2 separate regions of the Mus musculus genome follow, and region 2 is linked to region 1. The links are chromatin contacts, called in public HiChIP or PLAC-seq maps. All regions are on one chromosome and are shown on one strand. The core of a region is the stretch at or near the end of the contact, and the rest is flanking DNA. Distances in the headings are between cores, read along the strand shown.

Region 1 (6,858 bases), core at 2,143-4,642:
AAGAAATTTTGAATCAGAAACTGGTAAACAAAACACATTTGTTTACAGTTTGTCTCGGGAAAGAATTACTCCTCGTTAATCTCCACCCTCTGTCATGATATAACTATCTTATGGAACGGATGGAAAAAGAGCCCAGAAGTACCATCAGAACTCTGATGTCTTCTCCTGCAGGGCCAGGCTTCAGCCTTTTCCTCTTTCAGCATTAAAATTTCCCTAGGAAATTTTAATTCTTAGGGGCTATTGTTTTTAGCATCCTTGATTTAACTGTGAAGGACATTCAGATCTAAACCTGAAAACTATGGCACTAAGACATGCCTAGCCACCTCACACGTGTCCATGTTCTCTTAGGCTTCAGTCACATGCTCTTTTGGCTGTCTATGTGTTACGGCCTGGCTCAAGCCCTTCCTGTTGGGTCGCCTATTGTACTGCTCAATCCCCTTCTCACAGTCCTGTGAAAGGGTAGCTAACAGTTCCTTTACACATTCTTTTATAGAATGTAGATTTACCATGGAGTGATTGCACAGACAGGGCCCTAATCCTGGACTCCAATTTGGCCATTTACAAGGTGACTTCTGTGAGATGCTTGCCATCATTCTTTCTTAGTTCCTGCATCTGCAGAATGAATTTAATAATAGGCTTATAGACATGATAAGGCAATGCATACAGTAATGGACAATACAATACATAATAACGATAACTGATATTCCTGTTACATAGCAGGGCTCACATTAACTAATACAAATGGCATGGTGCTCATGGAAGTGTCTATTCCAAGGGCTTTACATACTGAATTCATTTACTCCTCCTTGGGACCCCAGAAGGCAGCGATTGCTATCATTCCTTTTATGGATAAATAGTCAGAGAGAGAGGTTAGGTGTTTTTGTTTCCCCCCTTTGACATTACAGTTTAGAAGTGATGAACTGAGATGTGAGTCTTGCAGTTTGTCATCTGTCCATGCCCTTCACATGATAGTGTTGCCTAGTTCTGACTCAGCATGAATGCGGGTCTGAACCAAGAGCCTTGGGGCCAATCTATAGAATTGTGCTAGATGAGTGTTAAAAGGTTTGAGTTAACTTTGCGGTTGCTTCTAGTCCCTTCATTTCACATGTGGGACAGAACACAGAGAAAGAGGACCTCATGCCAATTCCACAAATATTCCAGTTTGTTCCCCAAAAGCTACCTCACGGAGAGGTAGGTAGCTCCTGCTACCCAGACAAAAACTGAACAAGGGTCAGCTTTGCCGTGAGGTAGAATTAACTATGAAAGCAAGCCTGGCATGCACTTCTGCCTCTGCCTAATGAGCTCCACAGGAAGCCAGGTCGGCTGCAAGGACAGCAGGTGTCCCACATGTCCACAGGCCACTTCACTGAGGTGGGCACAGCTCCAGTCTCATGCTTCTGGGCCTGGAAGGCAGGTGGTGGCCGGCACAGCAGGAACCTAGACCACTAGGGGGCGCCTGGACATCGGTTCCCAGGCTGCAGTGCTCTCAGGGCCTGAGCATCACCATGTTCTATGCTCCGGATCACAAGGCTCGAATCGGTCAGAGACTCAGCAAGTTAAGAGCTCTGAGAACTACCTCAGTTTCCCCATTCCCAGAAGCTCACCTCACAGTTCCTTCCTGTCAGCCTTGAGTGTGGAACAGGTGTGTGGAGGATGGTCAGCTCTCTTGGGATCCCATGTGGTTGTAGTTGTCTCTGTGTGTACGCGTGTGTATGTGTTTATTGGCTGTTCTAGGGATTGAACCCAGGGGCTCAGGCAGGCTAGATAAGCATGCTGCCTTCTAGATACCTCCCACTCTTTTTTCTTCTATATTTAATTTTTCAAAATTTTCTATGTTTTGAGACAAGGCTGCTTAGTTTGAACTCTCTTTGTGACCCAGCAGACCCTGAACTGTGGTTCTCCTGTTTCAGTCTACTACACTACACTACACTACACTATACTGAGGCATCTTACACTTTTCCCAGTTAACTCCTTATCACCTAAAAAAAAAAGTCTTATGTGACCTCAGGCATATAGTTATACAAAATACATATTAGAAGCAAAGCATTTACTGATTAAAAGCATCATCATAAGGAAATGCATTTTAAAGCAATTATTTGCTGTACATATAATTCTAACATTGATTAATAATTAAACAAATTTACATATTAATGAGATGTCTGTGCTTGTTTATTTTTGCACTATTTTTAAATTTAAGTTGGCGACTATTAGGTACTGCTGAACACACAGCTTATCATGGTTTAAGGCTTTAAAATCAGCAGCTGAGAACACCACTGTGAATAAGTCTGCAGTACAGAGTAGCAGCAGGTGTTTCAGGTCATTTTCGAAGTTGTTGGAAATTCTGCCCTAACCCTAAGACAAAGGAAGGAAGGAGGGAAGGAAGGAAGGAAGGGAGGAAGGAAGGAAGGAAGGAAGGAAGGAAGGAAGGAAGGAAGGAAGAAACTGAAACCAGCAATTCAAACAATAGTTTTAAAAATCAAGCTTTCTAGTAGAATCCAAACCACAGGGAAACCCATTTGATACTTCCATGCAGGGGAACTATGGGAGAAAATACTAAGTCTTTGCTTTCTCTCCTCTAATGAAACCATGTATTTCTATAAGAGCACAAAACCTTTTATGTACAATAAAATCCCCAGTTTATAACAAGCAAGGTCTGGAATCAGAGCCCGGGTGTTTGAGCTGCATTGCCGGTGCTGCACCGAATGCCGCTATGTGTAAGATGAACAATTGTACTCAGAACCGGGGCTGGATGCAGTCAAATCCCAGGATGTAGCGTGGGTGAGCACTTTCAGAGACACTTAATTTGACATTGTTGTGTGTTTAGAAACTTTTTCCTGTGGCAGAGTTTTTCTTGACTCTCAGTCAGTTACAAGAATGCCTTGTGGGAGGCTGTGTGCGGGGCGGGGGTGGGGGAGGATCACAGGCCTGGCCCTCGGTGGAACATAGTTTCAGAGCAGGAGGGTAGATCCCTAGTTGGTAACTTCTTGATTCTCTCATCTATTAGCGCATATGCTCTCCTATCAGCAGGGCAGCAGGTAAACACGAGGAACAGCCCAGAGAGGAGAGAACTGGGGCGGGTGAGGACACGGGACACAAGCTCCACACTAAGCTGAGCTCAGAACTAGAGTGAGGCAGGAGCAGCCCCACGTTTGTCCCAGACTGACTGAGCGGTCCTACGCTCAAGCACTCTGCCTCTTTTCATTGGTCTGAACTGCCACCCTGGCAGTAGCCTGTAGTGAATGAAAGGCCGTAGCTTCTTGCTGTTGCTGAATTTCAACTCCTCGCTCACTCCCCTCCATCTCTGCTCTCCTAATTGTGGATCTTCTTGCTCATACCGATTAAGACACTGATTGCTATGTAATAATACAGCTTCCTAATTAGCAATCGTCAGAATCAAAGTAGCTAACAATCAGTCAGAAGGCTCTGTGTATCCAAGGCGCTTTCACATGCTCTGCAAGTGTTGGCTCATTTAATCCTCTCAGCCACATAATGAGGAAAGGACCTCTCTGCAAAGCAGACTTGGTAGCTAAGGCTCTGAGGTTAAGTAGGCGATTTCATGTGATGTGCATTCCGCATGCTGGACAGAGAGTCTGCTCTTGGGAGTGTTTGTTTACAGTTGAATAGACTGTTGCCTTTCTGACTAGAGTTTTGGTGTCCTCAGTACTGGCTTTTTATAACCTGAAAGACTGCATTCACTCGTATCTTATTCTGATCGGGTTCTGGTTGGATGGCTAGGAATTTCAGGAAGAGTAACAACATCTTGCTCACTGTATATTCCTACAGCTCTAGGTTCAGGTATGCACTCATATTCATTGTGTTAGACTCCTCGAATCTATGTGAGCCTTCTATCACTGTGGGACATGGTGAAGTTTCTGTTCTAGAACAGTCAGGTAGCCATGACCTGTCTATCACTGGCACTACAACAGGTAGATGACCATAATCTGTCCATCACTGGCCAGCAGCTTGCTATTACCTGTCTGGCCTGCAGATGGCTATGACCTGTCTATCACTGGCCTGCAGGTGGCCATGACCTTTCCATCACTGGCCTGCAGGTAAATATGACCTCCTCATTGTTGGCCTGCAGATGCCCATGATCTGTCCATCACTGGCTGGCCTTCCTCCAAGACTCCTCATTCCTTCATTCAGATTTGGCTTTTGGGGTTTGGTTATGTCAATCATGACAGGCATATGTGTTTTAAAGTTACACCTTTTAGATTCATGTGAACAGGAAGGGCTAGAGAAACAACCCTTTACTCCTATTGCTGGCTTTCAATTTCAAGAGTAAACGAAATCCCATTATTCTGCATCAAACCATTTAATTTATCATTTTTAGATGATTTTCTTCACCACATGCTTTCTCTAAGCTTAATATGCTTTTCTGTAAAAGCACAATTAGTTAATTTGCATGTGAATGTATGTGTACATGAGTGATTGGCTATGTACTTGTGCAAAGACCAGAAGAGAAGGAAGGCTGAGTGAGTGTTCTCTTCTATACTCTGAGGCCTATTCCTTTGAGGCAAGGTTTCTTCCTGAACCCTGGCTGTATTTTCTCAGTTAGTGTGGAAGCTGGCTCGTCCCAGAGACCATCTTTCTCTGTTTCCTTCTGAGCTGGGGTCACGGGTGTGTGCAGGATATTTGGATTATTATGTGGGTGCTGGGATATGAACTTTAGTCCTTGGTTTTTATGACTGCACAGCAATTGCTCTTAACTATGGAGCCAGATGCCCAGTGCCTATCCCCCTGCCCTGTCTAGTGTCCTTCCTGGACAGTAAAAAGCCTTCACTTCATTCTCTTACCACCAGTTATTTACTGTTGGCTTTTTTTGAGACAGGGTTTCTATGTGTATCCCTGGCTGTCCTGGAACTTTCTCTGTAAACCAGGAATCCTTTCTCAAACTCAGAGATCCTCCTGCCTCTGCCTCCCGAGCGCTGGGATCAAAGGTGTGCGCCACCATGCCTGGTCAACAATCATTTTTTTTTTTTGGTTGAAAATAGATACTTTTTTCATACAATAAATTCTGATTATGGTTTTCTCTTCCTTGACTTTTCTCATATCTTCCTCACCTCTCCAACCACCCGAATCTACATCCTTTCTTGCTCTTTCTCAGAAACAAAAACCAAACCAAACCAAAACCAAACCAAAACCGAACAGGAATCTTAAAACAACAACTACAACAAAACAGAAACAAACCTTAATAATAAGACAAAGCAAACAAATGATTGGAAAAGCAAGAGCCAAAGACAAAGAACAAGAAATACATATAGACACAGAGACACACAGATTGGCACACATAGAAATACCCTAAAAACACAAAATTGGAAACCATGGTATATAAACAGACTTGTTGGCAAGGCCAAAAAAAAAAAAAAAAAAAAAGGGCGACATGTGACAAAACCTCTAAAAATAAATCTGAGTCCATCTTGTGCTTTGCATGGGGCCTGGCCTTAAGAGTGGTTTGTTTACCCAGTCAGACTTCTTTAGAGAAAACTAATTTTCCACTTGCTAATGGTTATCAGTTGGAATTAGTTTCTGGCCAACCACCAATTCTTAACTCTGATAAACACAATTCCTATCCAAATATGAATTACGGACTGAGAACTACAGACCAAATGCTAGGTTTCAGGAACCTGCAGGATGCAGTGACCTTTCCTGAAGAAGCGGAGAGGCTGGAGATCCTAGCTTCCTAGAATAGGATAGACTCTAGGAAAAGAAGACTCTAGAGAAAGGAAGTCCAATTGTATCTGGAACAATCTGGACATGCAAGCAAGGACCCCAACACTCAGGTTGACTCAGAGCCAGAATTGCTTTTTGTGTGAGGCAAGTTGAGCCACTGTGTGGGTGGATTCTGTCTATGTTTGTTGGAGATATTCATGAAATGGTCCATCTCCTTCTACTAATATGTTCAACACATTGAAAACGCCTTTCTGATTCCTGAATAGAAAAGCAATGGCTTGTGCTGTAAGATTGGGAATCGATAAATGGGACCTCATAAAGTTGCAAAGCTTCTGCAAGGCAAAAGACACCGTCAATAAGACAAAAAGACCACCAACAGATTGGGAAAGGATCTTTACCTATCCTAAATCAGATAGGGGACTAATATCCAACATATATAAAGAACTCAAGAAGGTGGACTCCAGAAAATCAAATAACCCCATTAAAAAATGGGACCCAGAGCTGAACAAAGAATTCTTACCTGAGGAATAACGAATGGCAGAGAAGCACCTGAAAAAATGTTCAACATCCTTAATCATCAGGGAAATGCAAATCAAAACAACCCTGAGATTCTACTTCACACCAGTCAGAATGGCTAAGATCAAAAAATTCAGGTGACAGCAGATGCTGGCAAGGATGTGGAGAAAGAGGAACACTCCTCCATTGTTGGTGGGATTGCAAGCTTGTACAACCACTCTGGAAAGCAGTCTGGAGGTTCCTCAGAAAATTGGACATAGTACTACCGGAGGATCCAGCAATACCTCTCCTGGGCATATATCCAGAAGATGTTCCAACCGGTAAGAAGGACACATGCTCCACTATGTTCATAGCAGCCTTATTTATAATAGCCAAAAGCTGGAAAGAACCCAGATGTCCCTCAACAGAGGAATGGATACAGAAAATGTGGTACATTTACACAATGGAGTACTACTCAGCTATTAAAAAGAATGAATTTATGAAATTCCTAGGCAAATGGATGGACCTGGAGGGCATCATCCTGAGTGAGTTAACCCAATCACAAAGGAACTCACACAATATGTACTCACTGATAAGTGGATATTAGCCCAGAAACTTAGGATACCCAAGATATAAGATACAATTTGCTAAACGCATGAAACTCAAGAAGAATGAAGACCAAAGTGTGGA
Region 2 (6,858 bases), core at 1,339-3,838, 1.3 Mb after region 1:
TTTTAATTCTGGCTTCCAGCGGAGGACCCTGCACCCCACGGTCCTCGCAAGAGTGTCTGGGAAGGTTTATTCGGTTGCTGAGTAGAGACGCAACAGACAGATCTACCTCAGCCCCTGCACCTTGGCTTGATAAGGCTGGAAAAGGAAGATTGCAACGTCGTGGTTGTTTCCAAACCCTTTTTCTATCTAGCCTTTTTCAGTCTCTCAACATTTAAGCAGCAAAAGAACTCGAGAGAGAAAACTTGTACTAAATATCCTTCTTTGACCGGCCCTCTCCTCTCCCCACTACGGGGATTTCTGGGTGGCTCACAGTGGACAAGGAATAGGTAATCCCACCAAACCTTGAGGTGGGCTAAACTGGAGATTTTGGTATGGGTCTCCTACTGTAAAGAGAAAGCCTTCCGGGCTAACGGTATTCCTTTCGCAGTCTACTGCCTCCTTTGTGAACTAATGACTGTAATTATTACCTCCCAGAGCTCTTTTGTTATCAACAACCCGGAGCCAGAGGGGGGTGGGGGATGGGCCCTTTGGGAAAAGGGAAAAAAATTTACAAAGCAAATTGCTGTCTACGAAGGGTTGGTTTTTTAAAAAGACAAACCCAATTCCAGCCTGCATTCGAAGTGGGGAGTGGCAAAATTTTTTTTCAAAGTATGATAAGATTTTAAAAATACTCAGAGCTGTGGGATTCAATTGCATTTCCACAGTATCGCTTTAAGTTACTATTTTTGACGAAGTAAAATTCAGATGTTGAAAATCTGTATCTCTTGTTTTCATCCATTTCTTCCTTGGAAGGTGTGTGTGTGTGTGTGTGTGTGTGTGTGTGTGTGTGTGTGTGTGTGTGTGTGTGTTTAAGAACCTTTTTTTTTTATTTCCGACCACTCATCCATGGTAAAAAGCTTCAACCCCAGCCAGCTGGCTTGAAGAGAATTATTTTGCAGGATTTAGTATGGATTTAAACAAAGACTCAGGCTCTCCAAGTCTTGTTGGCAAGGCTGGGCGGAAGCGCCCTTTCCAGGAGCTGTTACCTCTGCCAGCTGAAGCCACCAGGCCTGGAGGACCCTAAAGACTTACTAAGTTGAGGCCTAGGGTCAAGGTGACTGCCTTCCCTTAGAGACACGCCTTGGGTAGCACCTCAGCAGTGCCAATCTCACCGCCCTCCCCCTCCCCACCTCGGGCCACTCACCGGACCTCAGTGGGCATCCTCTAGCTAGATCCTCCCTGGCCCCCCTGGATTCTGGAAACCTTGGGAAGAAGATAAAGCTTTGTGGAGAGAATGCACTTGGTCATCTGCAGTTATTCGAGGTCTCCGGATCCCTAACAAAATAAGTGATCCTGGTCACCAAGACTAAAGGTCCCAGGGTTTCTCCTCCGGCAACAGCTTTGGTGACTCATTTGAAAAACTCAAAGAAGGAATAAAGGACTATGGAGAGCAGGGAAGCTGCAGTCCCTCGCTCGGAGAGAAGGAAAGGAGATCGGGAACGGTTTAAAGCAGCACTTTCCTGCAAGTCTTTCTTGAGCTCTCTGTAAGCCTGGAACTATGGGTTTAGTATAGGCAAGAGGAAACGGAAGCGGAGCCAGAGGGCCCCAAATCTTCCTCAAGGCGCCGTCCCTGCATTTAAGAGCCTTTGGGAAAAGGGAAACAGAAAGGATTTTTTCATTCCTTTATTAGAAAACACAAACGAAACTACTTCTTTCTGGGCTGGGAAATTGCCACTGTTGTGTTCCTAGGCACCTGCTGATGGCAAGAACTCCTCTTGGGAAGGGACGAGGTCAGTGGGTTGAGTATCCCTGAAAAGATGGGAGTGCCTTTTCCTGGGATTTGGAAAAACTGATTCGCTTACTTTGAGACTCCCTGAATCCTGTGTATGTGTCAGCTCTCACCCACTCCAAGAAGTTTCTGTTCGTTTTATTTATTTAATTTTTCTCAGCCTGAGGTCCTCAGTGATAGATTCCAGCGTGGATTTTAATTGCTTCAATCAGCAGCCTTTCTCTTCAGCCGTCAGTCAAAACCTGGACGATGGGTCTGGGGACCCAGGCATGACTGCACAGAAACCGTACGACCCCCACCCCCACCCCCCAGGCTGGCTCAGCTCAGCAGGCAGACATTAGGCTCTGCTAAGGAGATGAAATGAGTTCGTTGGTGTGGAAGCGGTCCACCTTCCTCCCTCCTTGGTTCCTTCCCCAAGCTTTGGAGCTCTTCCTGATTGAGGCCAGGTGGCCTGGGCTCTTGAGGTCACAGCGACCTCAGCACTGGTTTGGAGGAAGGCGGGCGCGAGAACCACTTTTGCTCGGCAGCAGCCAGAGACAGCCCTCAAACAATGAGCCAATCGATGCACACGTGAAATTGCCCTCGGCCACCATTCCAATCTTGCCAAGGTCTCCCTGTCCCTGGGGTCACCTAGGCCAGCGTGCTGAGGGCTGTGGTAGCACCCTGGACAGCGCGTTCCGGCAGAAGCAGACCTGGAGCGCCTGTGGCTGGGTCAGCACTACGCAGGCACGCCTCCCTCCCCCGCATCTGACTCGCACCTCACGACCCAGCGCCTCCATTTCCCTTCCGTCACTCTCTCATCTCCCCACCAAGCTCCCTCTCCCTAAAAATCTCTTGGGCCCTTTCCACTTTCCAATCTCCAGACTGCGAGGATCACGGCTACTCCCCCCATTTAACCTCGGCGGCGCAGAGCACAGCAGCGCGTCCCTGCGCCCTGACTGGAACATACAAACACGCACGAGCACTGGCATACGCAGACAGCACGTTTCCTGTCCCTGTGTGACACCCACCCTCGTCGCGCTGCCGCTCCAGCCCTCGCGCGGTGCCCTTCTCCCGCCACACGTACTCGCACACGCACGCACTCTCGTGCAGGGTCGAGGCAAAGGCAGCTTGCCACAGCCACTTGGAGGCGACCAGCGCCAGTCTAGCAGAACCCATGGCGTCTCCTGGCTCCGGCTTTTGGTCCTTCGGATCTGAAGATGGCTCTGCGGATCCTGAGAACCCGGGCACAGGTAGGAAAATCAGGACCTGCAGCGGGAGAGCTTTGTGGGTGGTTTAGGGTTTGCAGGGCTAGGCTGATCATCAAAGCTTTGACATCTGCAACAGGAAACTTATTCGGGCGCTTCGCCCGGCTCTCTGGGTTAAGTCCGTAACTGTGTGAGAACACCAACCCCCCCCCCCACCCAGTCCTTTGTCCCCCAGGGAAAAAGCCCAGGGTTGTCTAGGCCCCTTCCCCTAAACATAGGCTCCTGAAAGACTGCAGCGTCTGCGGGAGTCAGAAATCAAAGATCTAGGCTTTGCCTCGGGACGTCTAGACCCTGGGCAGGGAAAGACAAAATGGGAGCAGGAAAGAGTTTGGGGTCTGAAAGGCAAGCGCGGTGAGAAACAAACAGCCTCGGGTTTAGGAAAGGCAGCCCAGGTGAGGGCAGGGAGAGTCTGGAAACCCGAGAACCTGGCGAACAAAGTGCAAAGGGCGGCGTTGTGAGCTGCTTTCTTTCTGGGACACCGCAAGGAAAGGGCTGGCCCCGGCGTCAGATTCCCTCGGACTCCCCCACCTGCTGAAAGCAGAGTCGCTAGCTGGTGGCTGCTTCGAGTTTGGCGCCGGGCCCCCAGACTCTGGACTTAAAGACCTGGTTCACTTGGAACGAAAATTCTCACTCGCCCGTCTGTTTTCTTTCCGATTCGCTTTTCCCTGCCTGGCGATTGCAGCGAGAGCGTGGTGCCAGGTGGCCCAAAAGTTCACGGGCGGCATCGGAAACAAGCTGTGCGGTGAGTGGTGGCACTGAATGGGAGAAGGGCTGGCAAGGTCGGGGGCCCGCGGCTGGCGGGAGCAAAGTCGTGGGCTCCCCTCTGAGCCTGCAGCCTAGGTTGGACGAATCCCTGGGTTGCCGGGTGGGTGGGGATGTAGGAGCGGAGACTACCGCCAGCTGACTCAGGTCCCGCGTTCCGTGTCTTTGTCCAGCTCTGCTCTATGGAGACTCCGGGAAGCCAGCGGAGGGCGGCGGGAGCGTGACCTCGCGGGCCGCCACCGGGAAGGTCGCCTGCACCTGCGACCAAAAACCCTGCAACTGCCCCAAAGGGGATGTCAACTACGCGTTTCTGCACGCAACAGGTAAATGGGCCGGCTGGCCAGGACCACGCTCCACCCCGCAGACATCTGACCCTCCAAATGGATGTCGGGGTGAGGATTCTGAGGATCTTCCACAGAATTGAAAGGACGTGGGGTTTGTGGGCTGGAGGGCACCGAGGCCCTGGCCTTCCCCAACCAGAATCAGTGGCCAAGCGCCCTGCACTGCGCAGCCTCGATAGTTGGAGGTGGCAGTGTGTACCTTGGTAGGCTTCTTGGTGCTGCCCAAGCCTCTGAGTAGCACAAATTTCCAAAATACCCTACAAAGTAGTTCAAGTAGTTCGGAATTGCAGGGATTTTTAGGTGTTCGACTGGATCCAAAGTAGTTTGTAACCGTGATTTCAACAAGGAACGATCCTGTTTACCCAAGCCCAAGGCGCTAAATTTTACCTACGCATGCATAACTCCCAGGCTCACAAACAGCGGGTGAGCGCGCGCGCGCGCACACACACACACACACACACACCAACTTTGGAAACATCTGTCCTCCAAAAAAAGCCAGAGATCATAACTTGGCTTGAACGGCCTTTCCTGGTTTGCCCGAAGGCGTTTCTCAAACATTTCGGAAGTGGAGTATTGACAAACCATTAAGATGATTTACTCAAATGTAGAACAAACGCTTGTGAAACAGACAAATTGAGACACTCTTTTTGGAAAATAATAAGCCAAGCAACATAATATGTTACAAATAAAATACGAGACTTAATTCCAGAAGGGGATTTTATTCGCTTGTGTTTCCAGGTGCTCTGATTTTGTTTGAAACGGGGTCTTCTCCCCTCTAACCCGATCTGGTCTCCAATTCCCAGAGAGCCCCTTACTTCAGCCTCCTGAGTACTGTGTATACAGTGCTAATCAAATCAGTTCAAAGCAAAATTGCCCATTCAGGAATTGCCTGTATCTTTGCGTAGTGAAGTCTAAAGTGTCCTTCCCATTCCGTTCTTTAGACCTGCTGCCAGCGTGTGATGGAGAAAGGCCCACTCTGGCATTTCTACAAGATGTTATGAACATTTTGCTTCAGTACGTGGTGAAAAGTTTCGATAGATCAACTAAAGTGATCGATTTCCATTACCCCAATGAGCTTCTTCAAGAGTATAATTGGGAATTGGCAGACCAACCGCAAAATCTGGAGGAAATTTTGACGCATTGCCAAACAACTCTAAAATATGCAATTAAAACAGGTACTGTGCAACCAGCAATAATAAAGGGTTTTTTTTTCCTTCTGCAATTTTCCTTTTTTTTTTTCCTATAAAGCCGTTTCTCCTATGTTGGATGGGTCGTGTTATTTTCAAAATTGCAAAGTTACATTCGCTTAAAAATAGTCATTATTGGAGTGATTCAAAGGCACCTTGCTAATAATAACCGAGCTGTCATCGGGGTATAAATTGTCAGATTGGCACGGAGATTAATCGGAGGTTGTAGAAGCAACCATTTGTCAGCAGGAGCCAGTACAAACGACCCAAAATGGGGAAAGAAGGGGAATGTAAAAGGGGACCAGGAAAAACTAAAGACGGAATCCAGTATGCCTGAACTCCAGGGCATTGTTGGCAATTTCCTTGACATGGAACTAGTCAAGAACCCCAGCTAACCAGCCTACGTAATCTTCAGGCTGGAGGTAGAATGTTAAAAAGCGTTGTTTCAAAAGACTAAATGTTAGGTTTGAATTCCAATTTTTCTCCTGGTTTGAAAAAAATTATGGAGACACTCCCGGGTGTGCACCCCTCCCCACCCCCATCCCCACACACCACAATATAGACTAGCTTAGCAGTCCAGCAGTGTTACTCAAGGATTTGTCTCCTATACGGCTACTGAGTATGTGGATAAGAATACCAACACGTTTAAGGGGCCATTTTAAACATGTGTGGAATACTCTATTAGAGTCTCAAGGCAGCCATTAAAACAGGATAAAACGATGCTGAAGTCCAGGTGCAACATCATTTGAGTACCTCCACAGCTTTCTTCCAGCCAGATCCTGAGTGTAGGGCTTTTTTTCCTACATTGTCTCTGATCATCTCGATACATTGTGAAACAGAGTAAAGTGATAAATATAAATACCTTTCTGAGCTGGAGGAGGGAAGGCTTATGGATTTACAATGATTTGTAGAATTAAAAAGATTTACTGGCAACAAATGTGAAGTATTAAGTAACCATTGGTTACCTTGCAAACGTCATGTTTTATGCTGCCATTTTGTGGGTAGTTTGTTAGTATAACAAACCACAAACATTTTAACATTTTTGCTACAAAAATGGTTTAGACTTTTCTCGCCTGAGCATTCTTTATATGGTTAGAGAAACAGGTTTGCACAGAAGCCTCGGAAAATGGATTTATTGTGTAATTATTATCCACTTTGTAAGAATGTAGAGGTGCAAATAGATATGAGGGGAAATGAGTTTAACTTGTTGATTTCCATGGATTATAGATATTTTTTAGATATGGTCAGTTACTCCTCCTGAAAAGCCAGCAGGATACACATGTCAGGCATGAAAAGATACTCTGCTCCCACTTACTTTGCACATACGCATCCACACAAACTGGAGCAATGCTTTTAATCCTTTTCTGCTTGACCCATTCCCCACACCTTACATTTAAATATGCTAATGGAAACTACTACCATTTGTTTATTCTGCTCACAAATAAAAAAGAATACATACTTTTTTTTTAACCTCTTAGTTTTTAAAAGCTGCTAGCTAGTCTTTGAAACGCATTTAGAATTAAGACAATGGGAATTGCCAGCCAATGGAAGTC

What was found. HiChIP or PLAC-seq counts read pairs in DNA pulled down with a chosen protein or histone mark.
Region 2: a contact with region 1 is called in an H3K27ac HiChIP or PLAC-seq map of SST interneurons, with 11 times the contacts expected there. The contact joins the promoter of Gad2 here to the enhancer-like site in region 1. A contact is called at or near these places in 4 of 39 promoter capture datasets (embryonic stem cells, hippocampal neurons, liver and 1 more), 4 of 115 datasets of contacts at active chromatin or transcription factors (SST interneurons, astrocytes, embryonic stem cells and 1 more) and 2 of 9 other capture datasets (embryonic stem cells and liver).

What each region holds. Positions count from the first base shown.
Region 1 is chr2:21,279,544-21,286,401 of GRCm38.p6, forward strand. No RefSeq gene overlaps it. Among named protein-coding and RNA genes, the nearest start is that of Gm52501, 54 kb to the left of the region's middle. Within about 2 kb of position 3,393, at least 23 of the 459 cell types and tissues checked have an H3K27ac peak or open chromatin away from gene starts, as enhancers often do. A contact at or near this core is called in SST interneurons and neural tube, where this site is marked.
Region 2 is chr2:22,619,739-22,626,596 of GRCm38.p6, forward strand. Gad2 (glutamic acid decarboxylase 2) reads left to right here and starts at 2,589. Exons shown (of 16, transcript NM_008078.2): 1 at 2,589-3,000; 2 at 3,698-3,757; 3 at 3,951-4,100; 4 at 5,060-5,293. The coding sequence starts at 2,925.